Regions from separate parts of the Pan troglodytes genome. Here region 1 is linked to region 2. Evidence: chromatin contacts called from public Hi-C data. All regions are on one chromosome and are shown on one strand. The core of a region is the stretch at or near the end of the contact, and the rest is flanking DNA. Distances in the headings are between cores, read along the strand shown. Region 1 holds the start of SOX4 (SRY-box transcription factor 4). Region 2 overlaps CDKAL1 (CDK5 regulatory subunit associated protein 1 like 1).

The links. A called contact is a pair of places that touch in the nucleus more often than the background predicts.
Region 1: a contact with region 2 is called in a Hi-C map of stem cell-derived neural progenitor cells, with 9 times the contacts expected there. The contact joins two enhancer-like sites. A contact is called at or near these places in 1 of 7 Hi-C or Micro-C datasets (stem cell-derived neural progenitor cells) and 1 of 1 datasets of contacts at active chromatin or transcription factors (stem cell-derived excitatory neurons).

Annotation. Positions count from the first base shown.
Region 1 is chr5:27,536,586-27,544,066 of NHGRI_mPanTro3-v2.0_pri, forward strand. SOX4 (SRY-box transcription factor 4) reads left to right here and starts at 5,510. Exons shown (of 1, transcript XM_527244.9): 1 at 5,510-7,481. Within about 2 kb of position 1,301, at least 18 of the 24 cell types and tissues checked have an H3K27ac peak or open chromatin away from gene starts, as enhancers often do. A contact at or near this core is called in stem cell-derived neural progenitor cells, where this site is marked.
Region 2 is chr5:27,135,232-27,141,850 of NHGRI_mPanTro3-v2.0_pri, forward strand. The region is part of intron 13 of CDKAL1 (CDK5 regulatory subunit associated protein 1 like 1); the gene reads left to right. Among named protein-coding and RNA genes, the nearest start is that of SOX4, 400 kb to the right of the region's middle. Within about 2 kb of position 1,355, at least 4 of the 24 cell types and tissues checked have an H3K27ac peak or open chromatin away from gene starts, as enhancers often do. A contact at or near this core is called in stem cell-derived neural progenitor cells, where this site is marked.

The sequences.
Region 1 (7,481 bases), core at 51-2,550, 400 kb after region 2:
ACAATAAGGCAGCGGTTTGGGTCTGATATTTTTGAAATTAATGAGTTAAGTTTGAGTGTTTTAAGTACTAGCCTTCAGTTATTTTTGAATCGTGATAGCCAGATAAAGTGTCACTAAATTATTTTTTTAACTTGGAATGTGGGACAGGAAGGATGGAGTTTCATGCTTCAGGAAGCAGTGAAAAATCACAAAACCTCTGTACTGCTAGACCCAACACTTTTCCAGATCCCCAAACTATCTCTATCACCCTCCTTTCATGGCAAATTTGCATATGCATTATTGTCAGAATTTTGAACTTATTTTACAACCATATACACAGAATTCTTTTCTAGCTTGCTGATTAACTGAACAGATGGTGCAGTTTCCCAGCCCAGCAGCTGGAGGGGACCGAGGCTGCGCTCGGCACACAGTAGGAGCACCATAAACGTTGATTGACTGAGTTCATTGAGGCGGTTGACGCCAGGCCATCCACTCCCACGCGGTACTCTTATCTTTCTCCAGGCCCACACCCCTGGCCCGAGAGGCGGTAGCTGGGAGCAGATGGCGAGTCCCGGGTGCCAGGTGTACTGCACTCCAGGCGCGGTCTGGGGCACTGGGTTCTACGGTCCCTGCCCCACCCCTCCCATCCCTATGAGTTCCCCCAAAGCTGTCTGCGCCAAGTGTGACGTCTGACTACGGCGGGAACATGGGAGGGGAAGGGCTGGAAGAAAGGAGATCGGTTGCCTGGCGAGGGGGCCCGTGCGTCCTACAGTCGCTACCCGCCACGCACGCGTCCCTCTCCTCCTGACCCGCGTCACTTAGCAGCCAATGCGGTCTCCGTGCCTTCCCACTTCCCCGCAATCAAGCGCCTTTCTTCCTCCGCCTCCCCTCTTTCTGTTATCTGACATTTTGCTCTGCTTCCCTCTGCCCACTCCCCAGCGGGATTCCCTCCCTGGCAGACGCGCGCGCCCCAGCCCGCCCTCGCACAACCTCCAATAGCAGGTCAACTGGCTTGTAACGCTGGCTTAGGGTTGCTCTTGAAGTGTTTTTCCAAAAGCGAAATCACCCGCTTTCCCCCACGGGGCTAAAACTGTAATTGCAACAACGGGCTGTTGCGTTGGGGGTGGGAAGCCCGTGGGGCGTGCCCCACCTAGACCGCCTGCTGGGGCCACTGGGGTGGTTTTGCCGCCCCCTCAACCCCTGCCACCCCGGGTCGTGTAGGCAGCTCCACCCGGACGCTTGCGCCAGGGCCTGACTGCCGCGGCTGCCAGCGGAAAGGCAGAGACCAGCTGATCCAAGGAGGACAAAGCGAGCCGAGACCTTCCGCAGAGCTTGGCTTCCTCGTAACTGCGCCCAGAGCGCAGCCTCTCCCTGTTAACTACCTGCCATATGTTCCCTTCTCTCAGACCCGAAACCGCCTCCTACAGGTGCTGGGGACTGAATCTGGAGCTTCGGGCGCGGCCCTTGACAAGGGCGCCTGGCACCCTGGGGCGCCTCCGTGGCCCTCGCAAACTCAGAGAGCCCCCACCGTCCAGTCTTTCCTGCACGAGCGAGGGATCGAGGGAAGGCGCCAATGCACGTCTGTCCCTCCGTGATCCGCGGAGAAGGGACGCTTGAAGACTGGGGTGCAATCAATTGTCGACTTCCCTCAGCTCTCAGCCCTTTTCCTCCCCCCGCGCGCCGTGCACGCGCAGCCTGCTCTGCCCTCCTGAAAGAGACGCTGCAGCTGCGCTCTCAATGGGGCCTCAGCCTGCGGGGTCCGGGGAGGGGATGAAGTGGGTGGTTGCCCAGCCGGTGTACGAAGGTCGTGTGCCTGCCGAAGAGTGGGTCCCACACGCACAGCGCGCACCGTACCATCCAAGCAAGGCTCACAGAGAGCATTTAGTCGTCCAGAGCAAAGGATGCTGGGCACCCAAGAGAGCAGGGGGCCAAGTGGCTGTCAGTTCTGGTCAGTGACGGAACTGGACAGCATCTCCAAGGGCCAGGGGATGAGGTAGGAGGATAGAGGAGCCAAGCTCCTGGGAAACGACCCCCCCAACCTATCCGCGACCGGTTGCAAATTCAAAGGAGGGCTGGGAGCCCGCGAGGGTGCGGGAGGTGTCCTCGCTTGGGCTGCGTGTGCGCGCGCGTTTGTGTGTGTGTGCGCGCGCGTGTCTTCAGCTCCTTCCCCGGTCGTAAAACCTAAACGGAAGACGGGTGTTAAAATGCTGCTGACAGGATCGCCTGAAACATGTTTACAGTAGGAAGGACTTTCCTCCAGAAAGCACAGTCTGAGTCGATTCCAATTTATTTCCTCCCTGTAACTGTAAGCGAAAGGAGAGGTTCGGCTGCCGCGGCGGAGCGAGGCTGAGCACCATTAATCCTCGGCGAGCTTAAGCCAGGGAGAGCGCTGTGCCTGCGAGACCGAGTCGCTGCGCTCCGGAAGGCGTTCTGCCTGAAGGAAACCTCTTTTTTTTTTTTTTTTTTTTTTTTTTTGAGTAGGGAGTGGCCTTTGCACTGGCGTCCTTAAGTAAGGCGCGTCGTTTCTCTGCAGCCGCTCTCGGAAGCCGGAGAAACTGCATTCACTTTAGCAAGAAGACAGGGAAACTGAAATTGATAATCCCCCGACTTGGGTTACCTGATCCAGACAGGAAGCTGGTCTAGGCTTCCCCAGTCACCCGGAGCTCCTGACAAGTGAGCAGGAGGCGGCGGGTGGTTGCCCTAAACTTTGATTTATGAAAAAAAATCAGAATTCATCGACATACCCTGTTACTCGTTGAGCGTTTAAGCCTCTAACTAAAGAAGGTACAGTGGTAGGGAGTGGTAGGGGGGTCGGGAGAGGAGGAAGGGGGAGAAGAAAGAAGACTGACTATCCCCACGATTTCCTACCTCGCCTCGCGGGCGCAGGGAGGCTCAGCGATGCCACCTGGCGGCTGCTTCTCCCCAGATTGGGAGCCGGCTGGCTGCAGACAAACCCAGGCTCTCCCCGGGTGCCGTGCCTCTCTGCCTCTAGAATAGAAGCAGAAGCCTGTATTCATGCTTGCAATCCAAGTGGCCCTGCAAACATTCGTCTTCTGCTTGTTTTCTTGAGAAAATCGAAGGAAAGGAATAATGAGTTGGCATTGGCATGAACAGCTTAAGCCTACTGTGTGCTAGTCACTGGTTATGAGAGGAAAATGGTACAATTGTTACAAATGCAGGTTTCTTAACTCTTAGCTTATTCTAGTGATAAAAATAAATGCTAGGTTTCATTTACCCCAGAATCCTATTTTGATATTTTGCAAATATGAGTTATTTCCATATATTATTTTTCAATGCACGCACCCCCACCCCCATTACGCGCTGAGCCCAGTTACAATGCAATGTCATCAGCCCAAAAGGATGAAGTGCAAGTTATGTTTGTCTACTTGACTGAGAAGTAAATCAGCCTCACATGGAGGCTTCTTTTCCATAAAGTGTGGACCCAAAAAAACTGGCGCCTTTCAGTTGACAAAGGCCAATGACATCAGATTTCCCAGGGCTTCTTCCTTGTCAGGTAAAGTAACAACTACACAGTTTTTCCTCCTCTTTATTTTATTTGAACTGAATACTTGTCAGGTCTGACTAGCGCCTACAATCATAGTTTCTATAACCAAGGCAAGGCAAAATCTTGCAAATCAGTGCAAATCCAGATTTGTTAAACTAATTTCCATTCAGGTCCCTCCCTCCATGCCAAAGGAATATATTAAGCAGTGGAATAGAATCTTATTTCATCTATGCCCCATACCATTGTATGGATGTGAGATTTTATGTTGTGTAGATGTGTGAGAGCAGAAGAAATGCATTAGCAGATATTACACTTACATCTCAAATGGAATTCCATCATTTAAGGGAATAAAATAAAATACCTAATTCAAAATTGGAAATGTCTAACATCATTGCTAACAAAGACAGTTTATTATTCTAAACCAGGATTTTTTTTTTCTGCAAAATTATCTTGGCTTTCTCTTAATACAGCTAAAAGACTAGCATTAAGAATTACTTCATGTACTGCAAAGCCAGCAGAGGGAACACTGCGTACTGATTTAGTAGGGGCCACCAAATATCTGGTATTTGGGGAAAAAAATGTCAGTAATGGAGAACTGATTACAGAGCATAGGAAGTTAGGGAATGAGAAGGGAGAAATCTTTTCTCATTATTTGGTATTGAGAGGTCCAACACATTCCAGTGTGCACACACTTAGTTGGTCACAAAGATGACTTTAATAAAAGGGCATTCGTCATATGTTTTCTTACATTCTAAGAGAACTAACCCATTAGAACAGATCTATTTCAGAAGTCTAGGCACTTGTGTAATATATAAATATATATACAGTAATTATAAAGTCAATGGAAGTTACTGATACCATATTTCATCAAGTCTAAGAGGAAATTTTTCTTTTCATTTCAACTCTTCCTGAAATAAGGAGGCATCCTACATCTAGGGGGATATCACAGTTTCATTGGCAGCTTTCTTCCTTGGTGGAATGTAATATAATGGTGTGTCTTAAAATTTGTTGGATTTGTTGAAATACAGAAAATACATGTAACAAAAGAATGAGGCCAGTGGCTGTGTTTTAGTACACCCTTTAAAAAATCCATGTGTTTTAAGCAGAAACATATATGACTGCTTTAACTTCCACTCTTCCCTATCATATTCGATGATGGAAGCATAAATGACTGAGAAATATAATCAATAATGTTGATACTCAACTTGACTGAATTATCAAACTAGCTACACCCTCAAATCATTAGTACAAATTCAAAAATAAATATTCTTTTTTATCCTAGTGAAAATATTGATCTTATAGATAACAGCCCTCTTAAAATAATTTTTTTTTGTCAGATTGGTAACATTTAAGGATGTGTTTCTATGCACACCAGAGAAAATGAAGTATATAACACAGCAACACTGTTATGCAAAAAAGGTGCCTGTGTGTTTTTGGTTTGGGTTTTTCTTTTTTTAAGGATTTGTTTCTCCTTTTTTAAAAAAATTATGTAATACAAGTAGCTAATCGTCAAAAATTATTTGCTTTTACCCACAAAAACAGTTTTGCTTGTGGTTGATCCTTACAGATCCAGTCAGATGGCTACATAGGGTGTTCTTTCCAGTAAAATTCTAAGTCTGACAACCTGGGCCTATTGCCAGCCTACATACTTTAAAAGTTTGACAAGATACATAGAAATTTACTACCCAGCACTAGTTTAATCTGAATCAAAAGCTGACTTAATTATTTTGGATTGACTTTACCTAACCACTTATGGTTAGCCTGAAGAATATTAGTTTCCTATTATAGTGTTAAGGAAAGCTGATTTTTACTACAATTCTAATTTTCAGACATTGGAAAACAAGTAATTTCTGTAGCCAACGTTTATTTTGAATACCTTGGCATCCTTTCTTTGCCACATTCTTCTTAGTATTCTTCATGGAGTTTCTTTCTTTTAAAATCAATGGAATGGCAGGGTTGCCACTATTGTCCTTCTATGGTTCACATCAATGATCTGTGATTACTTTTTTTTTTTTTTTTGAGATAGTCACACTCTATCACCCACACTGGAGTGCAGTGGCTCAATCTTAGCTCACTGCAACCTCCTGGGTTCAAGCAATTCTCCCGCCTTAGCTTCTCGAGTAGCTGGAATTACAGGTGCATGCATCCCTGCCCAGCTAATTTTTTAATTTTTTAATTTTTAGTAGAGACAGGGTTTCACCATGTTGACCAGGCTGGTCTCGAACTCCTGACCTGAAGTGATCCACCCACCTTAGCCTCCCAAAGTGCTGGGATTACAGGCATGAGCCACCGCGTCCCGCCTGTTATTACTTTTTTACATAAGTGGCTATTCTGTTTTAGCCTCTTGAACAACATGCAGCTTTTACTAGGAGTGTGTCTGGCATCTGAATTAGAAAGGAAGGTATTAGTATTCATTGAGGGCTTACAATACATCAGGTGCTTCATAGTCACAAATTCATTGAACCCTCATAAAAACCCTCTATAAAGTAGCTCCTAGTGTTCCCATATAATAGATGAGGAAAACTGAGACTTGGCCACATCCCCATAGTTACAAACCATTAAGAAGGATTAGCAGCCAGGTCTACTATGAATCCGGAGGCCCCATTCTCTTCTGCTACCAGTTATCACCTCCTTCTACAGTTTCTCTTTGCCTTGATTTTTCAGTTCCCTTCGATTCAAGTAACAGATAAGAGGAAATATATAAGAAGGAAAGGAGGAAGATGGCTTTGGGAGGAGGAGAGGGAAGAGAGTGAAGCAATCTTTAATTTTGAAAACAGGGAAAACAAATATTTAGAAAGTAAAACCGATTTCCATCCTTTACATGCCATTATACATCCTATACAAAACTCTGGAAATCTGCCTATTGAGGTAATTACGGAGCACTACCTAATGTGTTTCAAGGGAAAGCTCCCCCGTTTGGGCTATGCAGGATTTACAGGGAGTTTAAATCATTAAATAACCATAGTTGACCCTTGCTTGGTTAAGAGAGTAAGCAATTATTGCAAAGTCCTCTTCCCTGCCTTCCACAAACAGCACAAAAACGGTTCTGAAGGGATTTACACAATACATCAACATCTGTGCTGTACCTAGAGTTGTTAAAATAATTGTGATGACAGGTGTCCAGGTACCACTTTCTTAATGGTTTTCAATATCCATTGATTTATTGTTTTGTGGCTTTCTCTTCCCCTTTACAGCTTTGGCTTTAAGAAAGAGCTGGGGAACAGATTTTGCACCAGAGGCTGATTCTTTATTCCAATGCTGAAAAGAACTAATAAAAATAATCACTTGGCTTTTAAGCAGAAAGCTTCCATTTACAGTATTTCACCCTTACCCCGCCCCGTTCCAAGCCCCTTGTTATCTAACATAATGGTTAGAATACATTTCCGTCTCTCCCCTTAATAATTTCATGCATTAACATCCTCTTCACACACTATACACACACGCACGCGCGCACACACACGCGCGCACACACACACAGCAAAAGGAAAAAAGAGGCAGCAGAAATCTCAGCTGTACTTCTAGCCCTTTTAAAAAGTTTGCTCTGTAAATTGGAATGAGGTCAGATTTGGAGCTTCTCATTGCACGCGGAGATTATTATTGCATCGGGTTCCAAGCCAATGGGAAGCCCGGGGGAGGGGTTTGGCATGAGGAAGCGTTGGTTACAGCAGCTGATTGGCTGCAGCCAAGACTGTGAAAGGATAAAGAGGCGCGAGGCGGAATTGGGGTCTGCTCTAAGCTGCAGCAAGAGAAACTGTGTGTGAGGGGAAGAGGCCTGTTTCGCTGTCGGGTCTCTAGTTCTTGCACGCTCTTTAAGAGTCTGCACTGGAGGAACTCCTGCCATTACCAGCTCCCTTCTTGCAGAAGGGAGGGGGAAACATACATTTATTCATGCCAGTCTGTTGCATGCAGGCTTTTTGGCTTCCTACCTTGCAACAAAATAATTGCACAAACTCCTTAGTGCCGATTCCGCCCACAGAGAGTCCTGGAGCCACAGTCT
Region 2 (6,619 bases), core at 105-2,604:
ATTAATTAATTTATTTATTTGAGACAGGGTCTCACTCTGTTCCCAGGCTGGAGTACAGTGGCACATTCATAGCTCACTGGTGCCTTGACCTCCTGGGCACAAGCAATCCTCCCACCTCAGCCTCTGGAGTAGCTATAGCTAGGACTACAGGTGTGCACTACCACGTGCAGCTAATTTTTTTTTTTTTTTTTTCTGTAGAGATGGGGTTTCACCATGTTGCCCAGGCTGGTCTCAAACTCCTGGGCTCAAGTGATCTACCCACCTCACCCTCCCAAAGTGCTAGGATTACAGGGTGAGCCACAGTACCCAGCCTATGATTTGAATATTCTCAAGGTCTCTTAGTTCCTACAATGCAGTAATTTTGTAGCAGTTTGAAAATCCAGACATACTATATAGGTTTTCCCAGCTACTCCTTGAGTTGGCTTCGTTTCTGCTATTTAGTCTCAGGAACTGTTGCAGTGGTTCCTATCTACATCTGTGATAAACAGCTTTTCCTAGAACAACTTGCAGACATGGCAATGTTCAGGTTTAAGTAGACAATGTACTATTGTGTTTGGCAGGAGAGGCCATTAAAAAAAAAAAAGCAGCCCTCATACTAAATTTCTTTTGAAAGGTGTTACTGATCAAAAAATATAGCTCAGAATTGAAAATTGTTTGGACTAAATAACTGTGTCCTTTCTCTCACCTTCCCACTCAATCCTTCCCCCAAAGTAGATTGATATGAAAAAGTACATAGGATTGCTTAAAGCTTTTATCTTTGTTAGTAATCACCCTGAAAGAATTTTTAAATTATTGATTTAAGTAGAATCTTTTATTCTTGGTTTAAATGTATACAAAAACTACCTACATGCTCACCTGCAATCTCGATTTTCTTTGAAATTCATCTATTTTCTCACTTGTCTACATCAAGGGGAAATAGGGAGCGAGGATAGGTCTGAACCAAAGTATTCCCACTTAAATGGCATGATGTGTCTACGTATCTATGTGTGTGTGCGTGCCTGTGTGTGCACACAGCAAATTACTGGTTGCAATAAAATTTGTTAGAATTTCAATTTAGCTTCATTAAGTCTGAGACAGTGAAGTAATACTAAGGGGGAAATAGAATAGGTGAAGAGAAATAAATACTAGATCAATTTTCTTTCAAGAAAGATGTTTTAGAAGAAGTAGTATTCATTTTTTAGGTCATCATTGACATTTCTCAATATTATATTCCTATAAACTGCATATCAGGACTTGTATGTACTTGAGGAAGCTACATTTTCACAGCAGGAGAGGAAATCAGAATAAAGCATTGAGATGCAGGTGCACAGTAATACAAGTGGGCTCTTTCCCCTGCAGCCTGAATGCCTGGCCAATAATGCAGAAGCTCTTGGAGCCGGGCTCTCAGGGTCTCCCAGAGCTAAGCCAAGAAGTATGGGGGTGGGGCGGGGGGGGTCAGGAGAGAATAATTGTTATTCAGTCTTCTTTAATGAGATGTATTGCCCACTGCTGAAAGATTGTGGCAGTGCCTTTTGTTATGCTAATTAGACACCATTAGAGCTTGGCTCTCTTTGATTTCTGCTTAATCTTTTCTGCTTCCTCAGCCTCAATCCTGACTGGCAAATGGTTGAAAGGTGGTGGGGTGTACTGCACGTGTTATTTATTGCTCACATCTATGCTGAATTCTTTGGGGAATGGGGGGGAATGTAAGATTTATCTTACCAAAGGCAGTTCCTATTTTGGACATTCATTTTTGGCTTATTTTTTAAAAATGAATTTTTTGATAATGATTACTTTCTGCCTTTTAAGTCCAAATGCCGGTGTTTTTTATATGGTTGCTTTTGCAGCCACACTGAATGGAAGATGACAGATTGGAAAATGTAGATGGCCTCTCCTTGGTTGCCTGGATTTCCCTAAAAACAGTGAGCAAGCTGATCATGCCATAAGGTTTTAGAGAGGCTGTGGTCAACCAGAAAAATGGAAGCAAGAATAATTTAATGGTCAAAAAGAGCAATTTTGCTATTCAAAATTCCTGCCTTTACAGTTTATAGACATGTATACATTCCTTCCTAAAACTAAAACATTACATTTACATGATTACCACAATTAAGAGTGTGGTGAGTTTTTTTTTTTAAATTTTTTTGAAAAATGACTAATATCCTTTCTAAAACAGTGAAATGGTAGATTTCCGTTAAATTTTTAAAAACAACATCATAATGTTTTAGAGCAGCCCTCTCCAATAAAAATATGGTATGAACCACAGATGTTACTTCACATTTTTTGATAGCCACATTAACAGCGTAAAAAGAAACAGGTGAAATTTGTTTGAATAATATATTTTATTTACTCCCGTATATCAAAACTATTATCATTTCAGCCTGTATTCAGTATAGAAATTAATGAGATGTCTTACATTCTTTTATTCATGTGAAATTTTTGAAATCCGGTGTGTACTTTGCACTGGTGTGTGTTTGATAACACATCTCAATTGAGATTCGCCACATTTTAAGTGCCCAGTGGCCACATATGGCTAGGACTACTGTATACATGGTGCAGTTTTAAAGTAATTGGGTAATTCACCACTTGCCTAAAACAACTGGCAGGATACAGGATAGAATCCATTTTTAACTTTATAGATTAAATATTATGAGGTATGTGACCTTGACCAAGTCACTTAATCTCTAAGGGGCCTGTATTCTCATCTGTAATATGAAGAGTTTGTCCTAAATGATCTCTGAAGTCCTCTCTTCTATCCAATCCAGCTCTGAATTCATGATTTTAAAAATTCTCATTTAGAAGTTGGGTAGGCTGGAGCTTATCCATCCTTTCTCATGATTTAGTATTTGAAAAGAAGCTTTCTTATGCCATAAAGATAATTAGAAAGCGTCCTGCATACCACACCCACACCTTTTTTTCTTCCAAATGTCTGAATCTTTCTCGGAATTATTCTGAGTTTTATACCATTGGTAATACCTGGTGGTGTAGCTCACTGAGTTGCCTGACTCCCCATGCTTTTGGAATGAGGACTTGGAGCAATGAAGGTGTGAGGGGAGTTGGCAAGTAGTTGCTGCAGATTACTAGATTACATAAACAATCTCTCTCTCCAATGCTTTTGCTTTTGCTTTTCTCTTTTTTTAAATTTGGCTTACTTTTTGTGTCGTTAGTGAAACAAAACTTCTACAAGCACTTTCCAAGAAAGTGACCTATTAAATGTTATCACTGGTCACTTGTGTACCTTTTGGGGATGGGGAATGTATGAAAAAAAATTTTTCCCAGAAGCACAGCCCAGTTTCATACATATTTTTGCCCATTTGTGAAAAAAAAGGACATTTCCTTATTTTAGTGTTTATTTGTTGAAAATGAAGTGAAACTTTTTTCATATATGTGCTGTATGTAGATAATTTAGATTTTTGGTTTTGAATTGCTTTTTTAGCAGTTTGTTTTTCTGTTGGGAACATTTATTGTTTTCTTACTGTTTTGTAAAGGCTCTTCATATTATATAACATATAACATGTCATTAGTATATATGTCATACTTGCAATTTTTTCTATTTGCTTTTTGACTTTGTTTATGACAATCTTAATATACTTTTTTAAATCAGTAGTTAAAAACTTCTCATTTATGGCAACATAGCATTATGTTAAAAATGTTTCATCAACATGTTACATGTCTAATAATTTATATTTCCTCCAAGTATTTTGTGGCTTCTTCTTTTTCATCTTTTCAACTGACAAATAAAATTGTATCTATTTAAGGTGCACAACCTACTTTTATGAGTAGGTCCCTTTCTGAGAATCTGCTCTCAAAGAAGACTGGCCTAGACTTGCCAAGTAATGGCTGAGAGAGACCAGTGGGAATAGATCAAGGGGGTGGAAGTGAATGGAAATTCTGTTCAATTTTTAGGTTTGAGCTTTTCATAAAAAAGTTCTACACTTATATCCAGTGTTGGCTCCACGGGCCCTTTCCATGAATCAGATCTCCTGGATAGATCTTACTGGCAGTATCTGTCCATAGGACTTCAGTTTTCAATATTGAGCACTTTCCCAGGCTGCCTGGGCATGACAGAGCTTGCCCAGTGTGGGGAAAAACAGACCTGATGTACTTTGTGCCGGCTCTGTGATAGGAGGGTCAACTTGTTCGGGTTTGTTGAGAGGGTAGATTTCATGTTATATGTTCTTACCACAATTTTTTTTTTTTAATTCCACAAAAAGCTTTATAGGCAATACCTTTGAATGCTCTAGAATACTCAGAATGTACAGGCAGGTGGTTAAAATGCAGCTGCTTTTTGAACTGGCAGTTTAGGTAGCACTAGATTTGGATCCCTGATGCCAGGCAGGAAGGCATCAGTGTGGCATTTCCTGTGTAACTATTTGCTCTTACTATTGGCTCTCGATCAGCAGATGAAAATAGCTTTGTTACTAAGAATGGGATTTTGCCCCCAGCTGGGAAGAGACTACCTCGGATTGTCTTCCTCTTACTGGGGTAGACACGGCTAGAAGAAAACCAACCAGCGTGAAGAAAAGCACAAGGAGATTCTCGTTAGAAGAAACTTCATGGTCTGATTTGATTCAGTAGAACTGCCTCGGGCCTGGTCTTTGTATCTTGTATCACTGCACAAAGAAGGGAAGAATAACTTTTGAAAAGCCAAATTGTTTTGCAATTTTTCTTTCTACTTAGGTTATTTCTGAAATGCAAAGAAGGAAGAAATAAAGCTACTAAGATACCCATGGCAATTAATACATAAGCATATATACTTAAAAATATGGCTATTCCACTTCAAAGGAACATTCTTCCCCTTTTGAGTACATTTATATCCATTAATAAGTGTATCTAAAGAATTTTTTTTCCACAGAGGACAATGTTTTCAAATAATCTAATGAATGCCTTTTTTTGTCATTGTTTAAGAATCAGTTACCAGTCTAGCGCTTTGAGAATAAACTGTCCAACATCTTCTCTTAAGAACCCTTAAGTAGACCAACAAATTGATGGCTAGCATTTTGAATACGATGGACTTAAAGGCTCATTACTTGTTTTCTGGGCTATCATCATTTTTGACGCACATTCTTGTGTCGTGGCCCTATTTCATTATAGAATGGCATTGTGGAGTAAGGATGATATTAAATTTTAATGTTATTGCTATTATTACTGTTGACCGTTTTTAGCATAAGTATGCCTGGTTCTTTAATTCCAGCTTCTGCAGGGCCAGAAAATAGAAGTGAGCATAAACAGTCAGGAAAATTACTGTATACCCAGGAGACCCAGCATCGCGTGCTCTGCCTGTTGTGAATGATGAATCAAAATGGAAAGGTTATCATTTTCATTAGCTAGGAAAGAACAAGACCATACTTTTCTCCAAGTGTAATTACAGCGGTTCACTGGCAACATTACACTGCAGTAATTAGTCTAAAGGTGTATGTGAGGGCAGGCTTTTGCACAGACACTAGAAATATTATTTCAGAGTTGAAGGTCACAGCCTTGTGTTTAACATGTTCCAGGCAGCTTAGGGGGAAAAAAAAAAAACTAATTTGACTGGAGCTAAAGAAAGACATTTGACATTTCCCAGAGTCATACGTTCAGAAACCAGTCAGGTCGAAAAATTGTATTTTATTATCTACAATAAAAGACAAAACTTAGCTGCAGAAATAGCATGTCAGAATATTCTGTAGGATAAGCACAGATAAAATTCAAGTTTATTAGAACCATGATGTAAATGATTACAGGAACTTTTGATATGTGTGGGGGTTTTTTTGTTTTTTGTTTTGAGACGGAGTCTCACTCTTGTCGCCCAGGCTGGAGTGCAATGGCGTGATCTCAGCTCACTGCACCATCCGCCTCCCAGGTTCAAGTGATTCTCCTGCCTCAGCCTCCCGAGTAGCTGGGATTACAGGCATCTGCCACCGCACCTGGCTAATTTTTGTATTTTTGTAGAGATGGAGTTTCATCGTGTTGGCTAAGCTGGTCTTGAACTCCTGACCTCAGGTGATCCACCCACCTCGGCCTCCCAAAGTGCTGGGATTACAGGCGTGAGCCACTGCGCCCGGGCTGATATGTGTGTTTTAATCTCCATTCTTTTCCTAAGGCAAAGAATGGACAGAAAAAATAATTGTCAGCAGCTCTTAAAGGGAAACAAAATAGTTTCTTTCTTCCTTAACACCATTTTCAAGAAACAAATGTCTATCTTACACAGGTCCATATATCTACGTCCTTTGTGAATTTTTTGTTACTCTATTTAAATAGTAATATTGAAATCTTTTTGTAACTCAGCATCTCAGAATAGAAATTGATTGACATTATTTTCCAAAGCCACGTCAGGCTTTCTGTTTAAGTAAAGTGAAAGTAAGAAGAAAAAAAAGTTATAAAGAGAAGAGCAACTTTACATACAGTTTATGTTTAAAGCCATATATGAGTTTAAGAGAAACCTTTTGCTTTTTCTAGTCCAAAGAATACCTTTGCAAGCAACATTTCTTACTGAGTTAAAAGTATTAGCCCAAATACCCTGATGTCTTTGTTTAATTTGAGTAATGTCTGCGTTTCTTCACACAATTCTGTTTCTCTCTTTATATCCTTATATAGCCTTGTAGAATATTGTTTGTTTCAGGGCAAATGGTGACTTAGAGTGTACTTGAGGACCATTCATTCA